Linked DNA regions of Bombyx mori: region 2 is linked to region 1. Evidence: chromatin contacts called from public Hi-C data. All regions are on one chromosome and are shown on one strand. The core of a region is the stretch at or near the end of the contact, and the rest is flanking DNA. Distances in the headings are between cores, read along the strand shown.

Region 1 (6,047 bases), core at 144-2,643:
TCTATAAGTGTGGGAAATTTTATACTCCTCCGTCCGCGCAATTTTCGTAAAAAGGGGTACAAAGTTTTTGATTCACGTATTAATATATAGATGTCTCAATTTACTTACATGAGACTAGATCGAACGCCCTCTTATCGTCTGCGGCTACTTTGATTTGGCACGTTAATAGATTAACTCTAGCTGGAGTCTTGTTTTCATCGGCATGGAATATATCCAGAAAACCTTCAGCGGCGACCCGACAGCGACGTTTTTGCCAAACACGTCTTACTTTACCTTCGGACTTTTTTAAAAGGTAACCACTTCTGGTCACCCCGTGTTGTTTATCGCCTTGCAGTTGGTGGAGAGAATAGCCTCCCACCGAAGAGGCTACCTAGAAAAATTTACATTACAACCTTCAGTAATTGTTCATTGAACGATCACATCAATGCGTTTTGTGCGAAATGAAAAGTATAAAAATATTTTTTTATAGAAAAATAGACGGTAGTTAGCAAAATATTTATATGTCGAAGAATAACACCTTAGGCGTTCGTATCTACGAATTCTGTAACGTATTCAAAACGTCGGAAATAATATAGTGACATTAAAAAACGCGAGAGTAAGCCGTAAAAAATACTAGATAATGGTCACCTCTCGATCCTGTGGCGCTGCTGCCCTCAACATGTTCCTCAATTCTAGGAGCCCCCTTCTCTCGTCGTCTTGTTGCTGTCTAATTTTCTGTAGCTGGACACTCAGATCAGCTACATAAACACCGAAATGTTCGATTGTCTTCAAGCCGTCTTGAAAATAATTTGTCTGCGCGTGATAGTACTCAACTAAATGCTGAAGCAACTCGATTCCTTTTTTGGTTTTTATTTCATTGAACTTGATCAGGTACTGCAACAATATAACGGACAATTTAAAAAAAAAAAAAACATTCGGGAAGTGGAATTGCGCCAGTTTTGCGGTAGACAGAGTGTCGCCAGAAGTCGCGTGGGCACGTCTCTCCTTATTATTTCATCAACAAGTTACGACCGTGGAAAATGAAACACGTCGCGACAAACGAGTGCGCTACCCGTACTGTAGAAGCAGACCAATATTATACCGCGTGCCCTTCCGCAAGCTAAAACTGTATTTGATGACGCACGCGCAAGCAGATCTACGCTATAGTAAATCCAGATTAGTGTTACCGAATTGTGCAATAATTATAACGAACAGCGCGACCTTGCATCGTTTTCTTGGCTTGGCAACCGGTACATTAATATAAAGTAATGTATTTCTTACTTGAATCATAGCGGTTCTTTACTAACACAGTCGAATGAAAAGCATAGGAGACCGGTACCGCAGTCTGTGTAGTTTGTCGGAGGTATTTGCATCGGGTGCTGAGTGAGACGTGAAACAAAGCGAGGGTCACATCGTCGCCGGCTTGCGCGGCGCAAGGCCGGTCGACGACCTGACGCGCGCCTCTGCGGTGCGGTACCGACCATAGTGCTTCTAGGTTTCCTTTTTTAGCACTCAACAAAGCGCTTTTGTGCTGCACACTGATGACTTAACTCGTAACTAAAACCAGCTAAATTGTTCACTGCGTGAAGAGGCCGTCATGACCTAATGAGTATGACGACCAGTGTACTCTTATCGGGTGAAGGGACTACCTACTAAAATGTACAGCGCAAATAAAATTTTGTGTGATTACTGCCAAGCCAAGTGTATGGGGAGTCTGGATGGATAGTTACCACAATTCTGCCAATTACTACCGCGAAGCCATCATGTTTTCCGGTTTGCTCTAATAGCAGGGGATAATCGTTGTACAATTCAGTTGAGACTAAGCTCATGCCAGCTTGGCGGACGAGACGGCTGCAATAATGTATTTTATAATTGTAATATTGGGTCTTTAACCTCATCTTTTAAGATTGTGATGCGTCCTCAGTAATCACTTAACATCAGAAGGACATGACCTCTTCTGACATACTCAAATAATAGAAATACAATAGAGCCCACCTCTGTTTTATCTAAATAGTTATTATCTCAATTCTCAAGTCATATGCTATGACATGACAATAAATAACGAGGGCTGTTTAATTTAGACATATATGTACACTTTATAAGCATTTTCATTTTTATTGGAGTCGAAGGTATCAGAAATAACGACCCACTAAATCTACATGATCAGCAACGCACATGGACATTGATTATACCAAGGGTAGAGGAGAGTTACAGCAGCAGCATAGCTAAGCCACTGCCTACCGCTAAGTCATACCTATAGGTATACCTACAGCCTACAGATTAACGCTAACAGGCGTACGCCATTTTGTTTTATAATTAAAACAAATTACTGTCTTTTTGTGATTTTCATTGAAAAAATATAAGCTTCAGAAACACTTAGTTTTGTACATAGCATTGCTCGAAAAGTGAGAGTATCCGTGAACATCAACTAATCGGTCTAACTTACGCAATACCCTTGAACCCTAAAACCCTGCCATTTGGCAGACACAAATGTACCATTAGGGCCAAAAATATTGCGTTATTAAATAAACCGTTTGGCATTACATCCCGAATTGCAGATAGACGCATCTATTTACAGCAGACTTATTTGCCAACAACTAAGAAGCAATGCCTAAAGTTAAAATAAATGTTTCACAATGAAATTTGATCATTTACGTTTATATTATACTTTGGTCATTAGTAGAATCTCGAATTGCACGTAGAAATGGATGATTTGATTGTGGGAAAGAATTGGACGCGTCTAGCCTAGACCGTAAATTGGACTCTTATAGATGAGACCCACACTCAGCAAACTGTAACTTAAGGATGAAGATTAGTATAGCAGATGTATTTATGATGATGTCTCAGAAGTAATAGTTTTATGGACATGAAACAAAGAAATTGGATCCTTAAAAAAATACGTCAATCGTTTCATTTAAAAATATGTACACAGAATTCATGACCACTCAAAGTGTTTAAATGTGACCCACTCTACGCCGCAGCGGAGTCAACGCAGCATCAATCGCGTTTGAGTGGCAGCCGCTTGGCAGGAGAAGGCCTAGTCGCCCTGTACATACTTGGCGACGCACCGTGGAGAGTAAGATGAGGACTGCCAACGTGACCCGGAGTGATGTCAACGAGCAAGCGCAAGACAGGGTCAAGTGGAGACAACTTGTACCAGTACTTGGGCCCTATGTACCAGTGGGGTACCCTAGGCCTACAACAACAACAAAAGTATTTAAACCTTAGTAAAGGAGCCATTTTTGAAATGTATTATTATAGTATATCTATACTAATTCTATACTAATATATAAATCTACAGTGGTTTTTACGGATGTTCCGTTATAATTACTGAACCATGCATCCGATTGACTTGAAACTTGGTATCCATGTAGAAAATACATGTACTTAATGGATAGGCCATATTTATATGAATATTGGACTCCCTAATAATAATGACAATAAATAATGATGTTAATTTTAAATGCGCAGCGAAGCGGGCGAGTACGGCTATATATCCATAAAGATATCCACAAAAGCCAGATCGCGGAACTTGACCCTCATCGCCATGATCCAATTTACGTAAAGTATTTAACGGTCACAATCCTGCCAGTTCAAGTACATTACCCAAATAACACAAGTGTCATTGCCAATGCACTGCGACCTTTTTAGTTTAGGTCGACATCTCATAACGGCATTATAGTCGGCCACAATTATATCTATTGTGTAAATTGCAGAGATAACAGAAACAGTGCAAACGACTGTCACCGACAGATGTAATTAATGTTATTCATGCACTATTAATTTCAGACCGGGAACAATGCGATTTGTTTTGCAAATGCTGGAACGTATTAAACTTATATATTTTAAGAATATTATGCAAATGCAATTACACGGGGAATCTTAATGTATAGAATATTAGAATAGTTCTATTTTCATAATAAATCACAAACCAGTCACGTCACTATTCATCTTAAAATATAATAAATAATTAAAAATGTTTACTCTTTTAAAGGAAGAAACAACTTGAAATATACAATTATAGGATGATAGTGTACAACAGACCCTCTGGTATGCAATGTAATTATTAATAGCTAGTTTTCGCCCAAACTCGACCATAATCACTGACGACTCAAGATTTATATTAATATTATATGTATAATTAAATAAATGAATTTCCTCAAATTAACAATCCCGTTTCCTTTTGTTCGACCTTCCGTAATGGAATCCTTGTACCTCATTAGGACACCCAAAACTAGTATAATGAAAGTTAATTAGTGGCGTTAAAACGGATCGGTTCAACGAACTTTACAATCAGTTAGTTTTGTCTGTAATCATTTGGTTCACTATGAATCATTCTCGTAATGTTAATGCATAACGATAAGTGAGCCCGACGTATTATCGATATATTCATTATAAGCGATCATGTAACGCGTTTGATTTATAAGTATATTTGTTGATTTGTTCGGAACCAAGAAACTTTAAAATGAAAAGTTCAGCGGTTTTTTTTTAAAAGACTGTAGATTGGACTTCTCCAGAGCTAGATACTTGAAATTTTGATATTTATAATGATTACTTGATAATGCTGTAAAGTGCGCAGAAAGATGGGTTTTTATCTCTATTTAAAAAATCTAAGATTGGCAGACGAGGTCTATTGCTAAAATGTTACCGTCACAAAAATATTAAGTCGCTCGCTTGTAATGTTGTACTTTGGGAGGTGTTAAAGGAAAACGTCTTCTTGCGTGTATTCCATGTTTAATAATCATCTTAATCTTAGTTTACAATTATGAAGAAGCCTATGTTTCTGGGTGGTCCGCCTTATTAGGGGGACATACGAGAATACACCTATTAATTATGTTATATACTAAATGCTATGCTAATACTATGCTATGTTATGCTATGCTATAATATATAAGTATACACACTTCAAGCTGTTACTAATTATATTACAATTTCACTTCATCTGGTATGTTTCTAAGTATTTATTATTGATTGGTTTTCACAAATGACAAACTAGCGAATTATAGCAAAGGCTTTAAACGTAGTTAGCGACTCGGATTTAAAGCAAACTCATACTACTTATAGGGGTGATCGATAAATCAAACAATGCGAACGACTCTTGAGTTATTACATATTTTTATCAACCAAATACCTCTTATGAATCTTATTTACCAACCGTAAACGTTCATAGCAAGGAAATCCCCGTCCGGGCGTATCTGGAATAGCTCCTTAGGCTACCAAAGAATAGGTAGGGGCATTCAAAATTTCATGCACATGCGATCGTACGAAATTTGTTCCTATGTAACAAGCCGCTAAACAGTACCACAATAAATCATCAATTAAACGCAACCACTCTTACTTTAATCATGTAACTTTAATTGAATTACGACTACAGTTAATCAACGTGGTAAATTGTTTATTACACTGCTGACAGTGCTAGGAAGCATTAGTTAATTTTAAATCAATATTTTAACAAATGTTCGTAACGTTTTCGATTCAGTATAGTTTTCCTCGCGTATATACCTTTAAACGAGCAATTCTTGTATATAAATATATATACTATAATCTGAATCTCGGAAACGGCTCCAACGATTTTCATAAAATTTAGTATACAACAGCGGATTTCGGGGGCGATAAATCAATCTAGCTACGATTTATTTTCAGAAAATGTTGTTTTATTCGTGTTTTCAATTATCGTCTTTATCGATAATCAACTTTATGACTCTTCCCGACATCTATTGGCGAATAATAATACTATTTTTACTGCTTTAAAGACACAACAAGATGGCGTTATAAAAAAAAATAAGCGGTCATCATCTAGTTAAATATAATATAATATTATTGCTACGTGTTTTGACCATATAGAGAAGACTCAGAAGCCAAATGCATGTGCAATACTATGTGAGCGAATATAACTTTCGAATGAGAGAGAAATTAGTTTTACTTCGCATCGAAAAGAAAAAAGAAAAGCTTTCACTGGCACTAATAAAAGTTAACGCCAGTGAGTCCACTAGAACTTTCTGAGTTGTGTAGTTTTACCTGTGGATTAATCGAACAGCCAATATAATGTTACTATCTCATTTCTTTGA
Region 2 (6,075 bases), core at 51-2,550, 43 kb after region 1:
AATACTCTAAGGCTAAACGAAATATTTTGAACACTATTAAACATCTTTATGTTAGATTTTAGTAATTTTTTTTATGAAATATAATACAAAACCATCACTATTATGATGATTCTAAAATTATTTTCATAACTTTTTTTCAGTAAAAATACTGTATGTACAAATGTAATTATAATGTATGGTAATTTATGTAGCAAGGCTAACCTAGATCTAGCCCTTCGCGTTCAAGAAAATGACTTTAGCGCACGCAGACAGCCGCCGCCTTATTACGTATTCACAATCGAAAGAATAGTATTGATTTATCAATTTTCATAGCGTTATTCTGTTACCGTCTGATAAGTAGACGTTATAGATTTCAATACGCATAATTAATTAAAACCTAATGTATTATCTTGATTACATTTGAAATAATGCTTTGGATATTACTCGGAAATAAGAGAGTTAGGAAAAGAAAGGTGCGAATACTTTACCATATTAGTATATAATGAAATACAGCAATAGATGGAAAAAGCCTTTTTATTTGTTGCCCTTGTAGGCAGACGAGCAGACAGTCCAGCCGACGGTGAGTAGTTACCATCGCTCATAGACGTTACCGATGCCAGGAGCAGAGCCAAGCCGCTGCCTACTGTTAAGGACTCTCCGCGAGCTTCGTTTGAATAAGGACATGTCATACGTTCGGGAAGTACCGTAGTGGGGAGCTTATTCCAGAGCCGGATGCTACGTGGCAGAAAACATCTCAGGAAACGCGAAAAAAAAACACTGTGGATAAACGCAGTAGTCCTAGGTAGTATGGACAACCTTTACTCTGGGTAAAGCCTCAGATAAACTACCTGTCATTTGTTAACATCAACAAGGTCTTACTACATATCTATTAACTTCATACTATATTTGCGAATTGTACTACTAAATACAAAAGAATCATATATCAGGGGTTTGGCTTGTTCGTGTTGTTTGTGTTCTCGTCAAATTTTTCAGATTGAGTTGAAATTTTGTACTTTCATCAACGTACGTCACACTTTAAAATAACAATAACATTGTAGCCATTGGTGAACACGAAAACTGTAAAGTATTCGATACTTTGAATATAATAAATGCGAGATTAAGCAGCTAATTTAATAATGTTTCCTAAACTTTTTAATTGCTATTTATATTCATATGTTTTAAACAATGCGTCGCTACTAAAAATTAATGAAGTTTATTTTGATCAAATTAGCACGTCGATTTATACGGCTATGCCAATAACGCTGTCAACCAAAATTCTAATTTTATGAAAACGATAGCAACCCTATTTGTTAGTTAAGTTTTGACACTCAATTCAGTGAAACAATTTTACGGAATTCTATACGGAAATAGTCCTAGGAAAGAACATAGGCTACTTTTCATTCCACTGCTGACTACGAGTCTCCGCCCACGACGGCAAGGCTGAAGGCAAAGAGTAAGAAGCCAACACTCACTAATCATTGACGCAACAACGCCATTTTCGTAAGCACAACAATGTAAATATGATCAACTTATTATTTAGATTTGATTTAGTTTTTGTTTTAATTTAAATACTAAAATTACAACTCTGTAAATTATCATATCATTATTTGCTAACAACAAGGGGGCGTAATGGACGCTGGCAAGGTCGAAATTCGCCCACACTATTCCAGACTCCTCATAATACGTCCGCATCCTCGTCAATATAATATTTTCTATTGAATACATGTTTATTGTAATTTAATCATGAATTTCAAATATAAAATGGGTCTTTAAATATTTACAAAAGAAATATTTTGATTACTTAAATTATAATTTTATTATTTGATTACTTAATTACTTAAATTGATATATTTTTTTATATGTACAAGATTTTTAACCTGTTTTATTTATGCAGTGTAGTGAATCTAAATTTCATCCTCTAGATTTTTGATTATGAATATCATTTTATAATGAATTATATTAAAATTTTTGGTTATTATAATTTTGGTCAACAACAATCCTATTAGGACTATTTTTTTGTTGTTTTTAAATTAAATAATACTTTCACAGTAGGCAGCGGCTTGGCTTTGCCCCTGTCATTGGTGGGCCGTATGCTTGTGTGCCTACAAGGGCAATAAAAAACCCCATCTGATGCCCAAACTCACGTGAATATGCCACTGGACTATATTAAAAGAGATTCATCAGCTGAACATAAAAACAAATACATTTTACCATAAATGTGCAAAATATAATATAAAATAAAATAAAACATAGTATTCTAAATAAAACACAATTAAATGTATCCCATTATTTCACCATACTCCATATTTTGTCCCTATTATAAGTTTTGTTTAATTGTTTATATTATAATCACAATTAAAACTAAAACATTTTAAACCCACATGTCCTATATTACATGCTAATATATTTTGTACAAAGGCTACTTGTTAAGTAAAAAGGAAAGTCATTTAAAATGAATAATAATAACTATAATTTAATAATGCATTGATTAGATTAAAATTACAATTATTTTACTGATAAACTCCGATGAATGATTGGCAAATAAGCAGGATAAAGTTTTATGCATTAGGCTCACATACCATCCAAATATGTTGGTATTGACTATTCAGGCTTTGCCCAAGAAGGAGAGTGATAAAAATAAGTACAGGCTTTAACATGCATTTCAAAACTTACATCCAAAATAAAACAGGATAGATTCAACATATTGTAACCACCGAACATTGAATTGAGGCTCATAGGCCATCTGATATAACTGATAAATATTGCTAAAAAACACATGATGCCGCTACTTAACTTAAAATATAACATTGAAGTGCCTACTGTGTTGCTACAACAGCTGGCCAACAGTCAAACCACAATACATGATTGCTTTGCTGCAGAAAAAGGAGGAACCCGGGAGGTTCCAACGTCCTCTACAATCAGTTACGTTACATTTATTTTCCAGTATTCAGAATATTTTTCCATCTAATGTTTTAAAATGTTCGTTGAATGGAATAGTTTTTTTTTAATATTAAAATTTATCAAAACAGGTATATAGTTATTTTGTGATTACCTCTTCTAGAGCGTTGATTGTTTGACGACATTGTGGAATTCGTGACACGAACGTAGATGTAGTCGGTGAACTGTAATCCTCTCGAGTTTCCTCAATGAATTCACCAATACCAATAAGACCCGGCATTGTTACTGATATCACTATTTTGCCACCAGAGTCCAATTAACAGCCGTTTTGAAGGCAAAATTAAACCACTAGTCAATGTCAAGAGAAAGATTTAACAACCGCATTGTCACTAACAAACACGCAAATAAAAACAATAATCGCAAAAGCTCCGAATCTCACGATACACCCATTCTCTACAACGTTGAATGAAATTACTAAATTGATTGATGAATGCATAGAACGATGTGGTTTGTTTTTGAACCATAGTGACGAAAAGAATGGGAACGATTTTAGTAAATGATTGGTCCTGTGGCTTTTCTTTTTTGTCTCGTCTTCTTCTGAATTCTTCTCGTCACTAATAAAGGTTGTATGGATCAGCCGTTTACTTTACTCTAGAATAGTGTAAGTTGTAGCAGGTTTGTCTCACGTACTTAGAAGCATTGAAATTTATTCTTTCCAGTTTCGATTTTGATGAAATATCAAATCGCTCAGTTCAAGATACATTTCGACTTCTATGGTAAAATCCAAAGAGTAAAGAAAAAAATTGGGCTTAGTCTATGACAATGACTGAGCTGTCACGAGGTTTGTGCAATTTTGTAATATTTTTTGATAATATTACTAAATTTAATAGATAATTTAGGTGTAGTGTTCATAAGTAAGGAAAGTGTTGAACTTTGTTAATCTGCAGTTGGGCGTTTTATTTATTTTTAAAGAGAATATTTAAAATAGCTATAACGCCTATAAGTTGTCAAGTTGTAATCAAGTTAAAATCGTCCTCTTACAGAAATTGGCGAAATTTGGTCAAGATTATTCGACCACCGTCCATTTCTGAATGGAGAGATAAAGTATATGCTGAAAGAGTTTGAGGTCTGTAGTACATAGTATTTATAAAATGAATAATTTGTAACAATCAACCAACACATAATTATTCAATTTGAGTTTTATAGGAAAAGAGAGGCGATCGAGAAGTTGAAAACCTATTTAAAATCTTAGAAAAAATTACTGAAATCAAAGATAATGAATCAGAACGTATTAGAAAAAGTGGCCATAATGCATTACCAGTACTGAGTGAAAAACTTGAACAGGCCTTGAATTTATGTGAAGAATTGGAAAAAGATTATCTTGAAACACAAAAGGTACGTTCATAAATTATATTTTTTAAAATGCTACCACAATACTTGTATTTAAAGAAAGCCATATTTGCACCAGATTCTAATTCATCAGTGGCTACCAAGAATTTATGAAACCTAACTACTACCAGAATATGCTATTGTCTGGCTCATTCTTTTATTTTTCTGTACTGGATTCCTTCTACTCCTTTTCAATTCTGTAAACTGAAACATTTGTATTCCTGATACCCACTTCCTACTGGTACACCTGGTAATCATTCATTTTGGAGGACTATCTTGAAAACAATGTTAGTATTCACTTTAAAAATATGAAGCCTAGGGATTATAGGATTTAAATGCAAACATAGTTGCTTCTCAAGTATATACAAGTAAAGTAAGTAAGTATCAAGTAAAAGCTAATACTGAAGGGATTTAATAATAAATATATATCAGAAAGCTAAAATGGATGTCATGTAGACATCAACTTGATGCTACCTCTATAAGTTGAGTATTTTTTACCTGATAATAAAGATTACTCAATTTGTTGGTTGTCCAAAGAGCAAAAATGACAGGCCTATAATTTAAAAATTGCAACAGGTTCTCAAAGAAGGCTGCACTTTAGTATTATTATTTTTGAATTTCCAACATTTTCAATATTTAAAAGTTCCTGGTCATGGATGTTTGTCAGTCGCTAAACTGTAAATGTTGTTTTGATTAAATTTCGTTTTCAGGTTTGCCAGAAGCAAATAAAAAGTAACCAAGAATTGAGAAAAAGAGAATGGGACAAGTTTATTGATGATATGAACTTTAAGTGCCAAAGGATCGATAACGCTTTTGAGGAAAAAGAAGAAGAATTGAGAGATCTGTATGCTGACCTAAAACACAAATTAAATATTGCTGACATTTAAATTATGGATCTTAAAGGTTCATTAGTTGATACAAATGTTAGGATTTATCCAACAAATGGCTTTTTGGAATATATTAAAGAAATCAAAGATGACAAAGTACCAGAAAACATATTGAAATTAAAAAATGGAAGTGACTATGAAACAAAATGTGATGTAAAAGATTTTGATTATTTTGCTAAGACTGTGAACTTAACCAATGAAGATATTGAACTACTAAGGACTATAAAGAAAACAATATCAAGAGGTTCTGCTGTGAAAATAAATAAAACAGAAATAGAGCCTGAGTTTGTTGAACATGATAAAATAAAAACAAATAAAACTAAATCAATTTCAAAAAACGTCACTGACAATTATGAGAAGCTCACAGATAAAAAAGAAAGTATTGAAAATTCTAAATCAAGTAATAATACAATAGGTAATGATAGTGAAGCTGATAAAAATAAAGGAACATATTTAACAACTTCAGATGTCTATTGGTTATATCAGCATCTTCAACAAAGGAGGATTAATGGGGAAACTGTTCCATACCTACATGAACTTTTAGAAGGAGCTACAATTGAAATGCCTGGAAATAAAGTACTTAAGAGAAATCCTGTTTTAGAAGCAAGATGTGTGAAACTTAGAGCTCAGCAGGAAGCAAGAGAATACAGAAAAATGACTAAAGGAGTAGATAATGTTAGAATGAGATTTCCAGAAGACAGTATTTCCTATCAATGTAAGTCTTTGACCATGCTTTGTGAATACTTTGATTCTGTGCTTATAGTTTATACTAATGATAATTTAAAACACTTTCAGTGAAACAGGTAAATCGACAATTGATTGCTATTGGACAGTTCATTATTTCAATATTTGCTGGATTTCTCTTTGGGTTCAAAGGTGTTGAATGGATGATTGGCAGTTTAGATTTTGGATTTCGCCTTCT

Evidence for each region. A called contact is a pair of places that touch in the nucleus more often than the background predicts.
Region 2: a contact with region 1 is called in a Hi-C map of posterior silk gland, with 2.1 times the contacts expected there. The contact joins the promoter of LOC101737171 here to the enhancer-like site in region 1. A contact is called at or near these places in 5 of 7 Hi-C or Micro-C datasets (midgut, posterior silk gland and whole pupa).

The regions. Positions count from the first base shown.
Region 1 is chr5:6,253,983-6,260,029 of ASM3026992v2, forward strand. It overlaps LOC101737319 (arfGAP with SH3 domain, ANK repeat and PH domain-containing protein), which reads right to left. Exons shown (of 16, transcript XM_038010867.2): 5 at 628-873; 6 at 109-370. Among protein-coding and RNA genes, the nearest start is that of LOC101738633, 20 kb to the left of the region's middle. Within about 2 kb of position 1,394, at least 7 of the 8 cell types and tissues checked have open chromatin away from gene starts, as enhancers often do.
Region 2 is chr5:6,297,081-6,303,155 of ASM3026992v2, forward strand. It overlaps LOC101737171 (biogenesis of lysosome-related organelles complex 1 subunit 5), which reads left to right and starts at 1,301. Exons shown (of 5, transcript XM_062668584.1): 1 at 1,301-1,493; 2 at 3,597-3,718; 3 at 3,921-4,003; 4 at 4,084-4,272; 5 at 4,977-6,075. The coding sequence starts at 3,694. The coding sequence ends at 5,153. LOC101737319 (arfGAP with SH3 domain, ANK repeat and PH domain-containing protein) reads right to left here and starts at 3,393. Exons shown (of 16, transcript XM_038010867.2): 1 at 3,032-3,393. The coding sequence starts at 3,157. LOC134198645 (transmembrane protein 199) reads left to right here and starts at 5,157. Exons shown (of 2, transcript XM_062668581.1): 1 at 5,157-5,868; 2 at 5,949-6,075. The coding sequence starts at 5,157.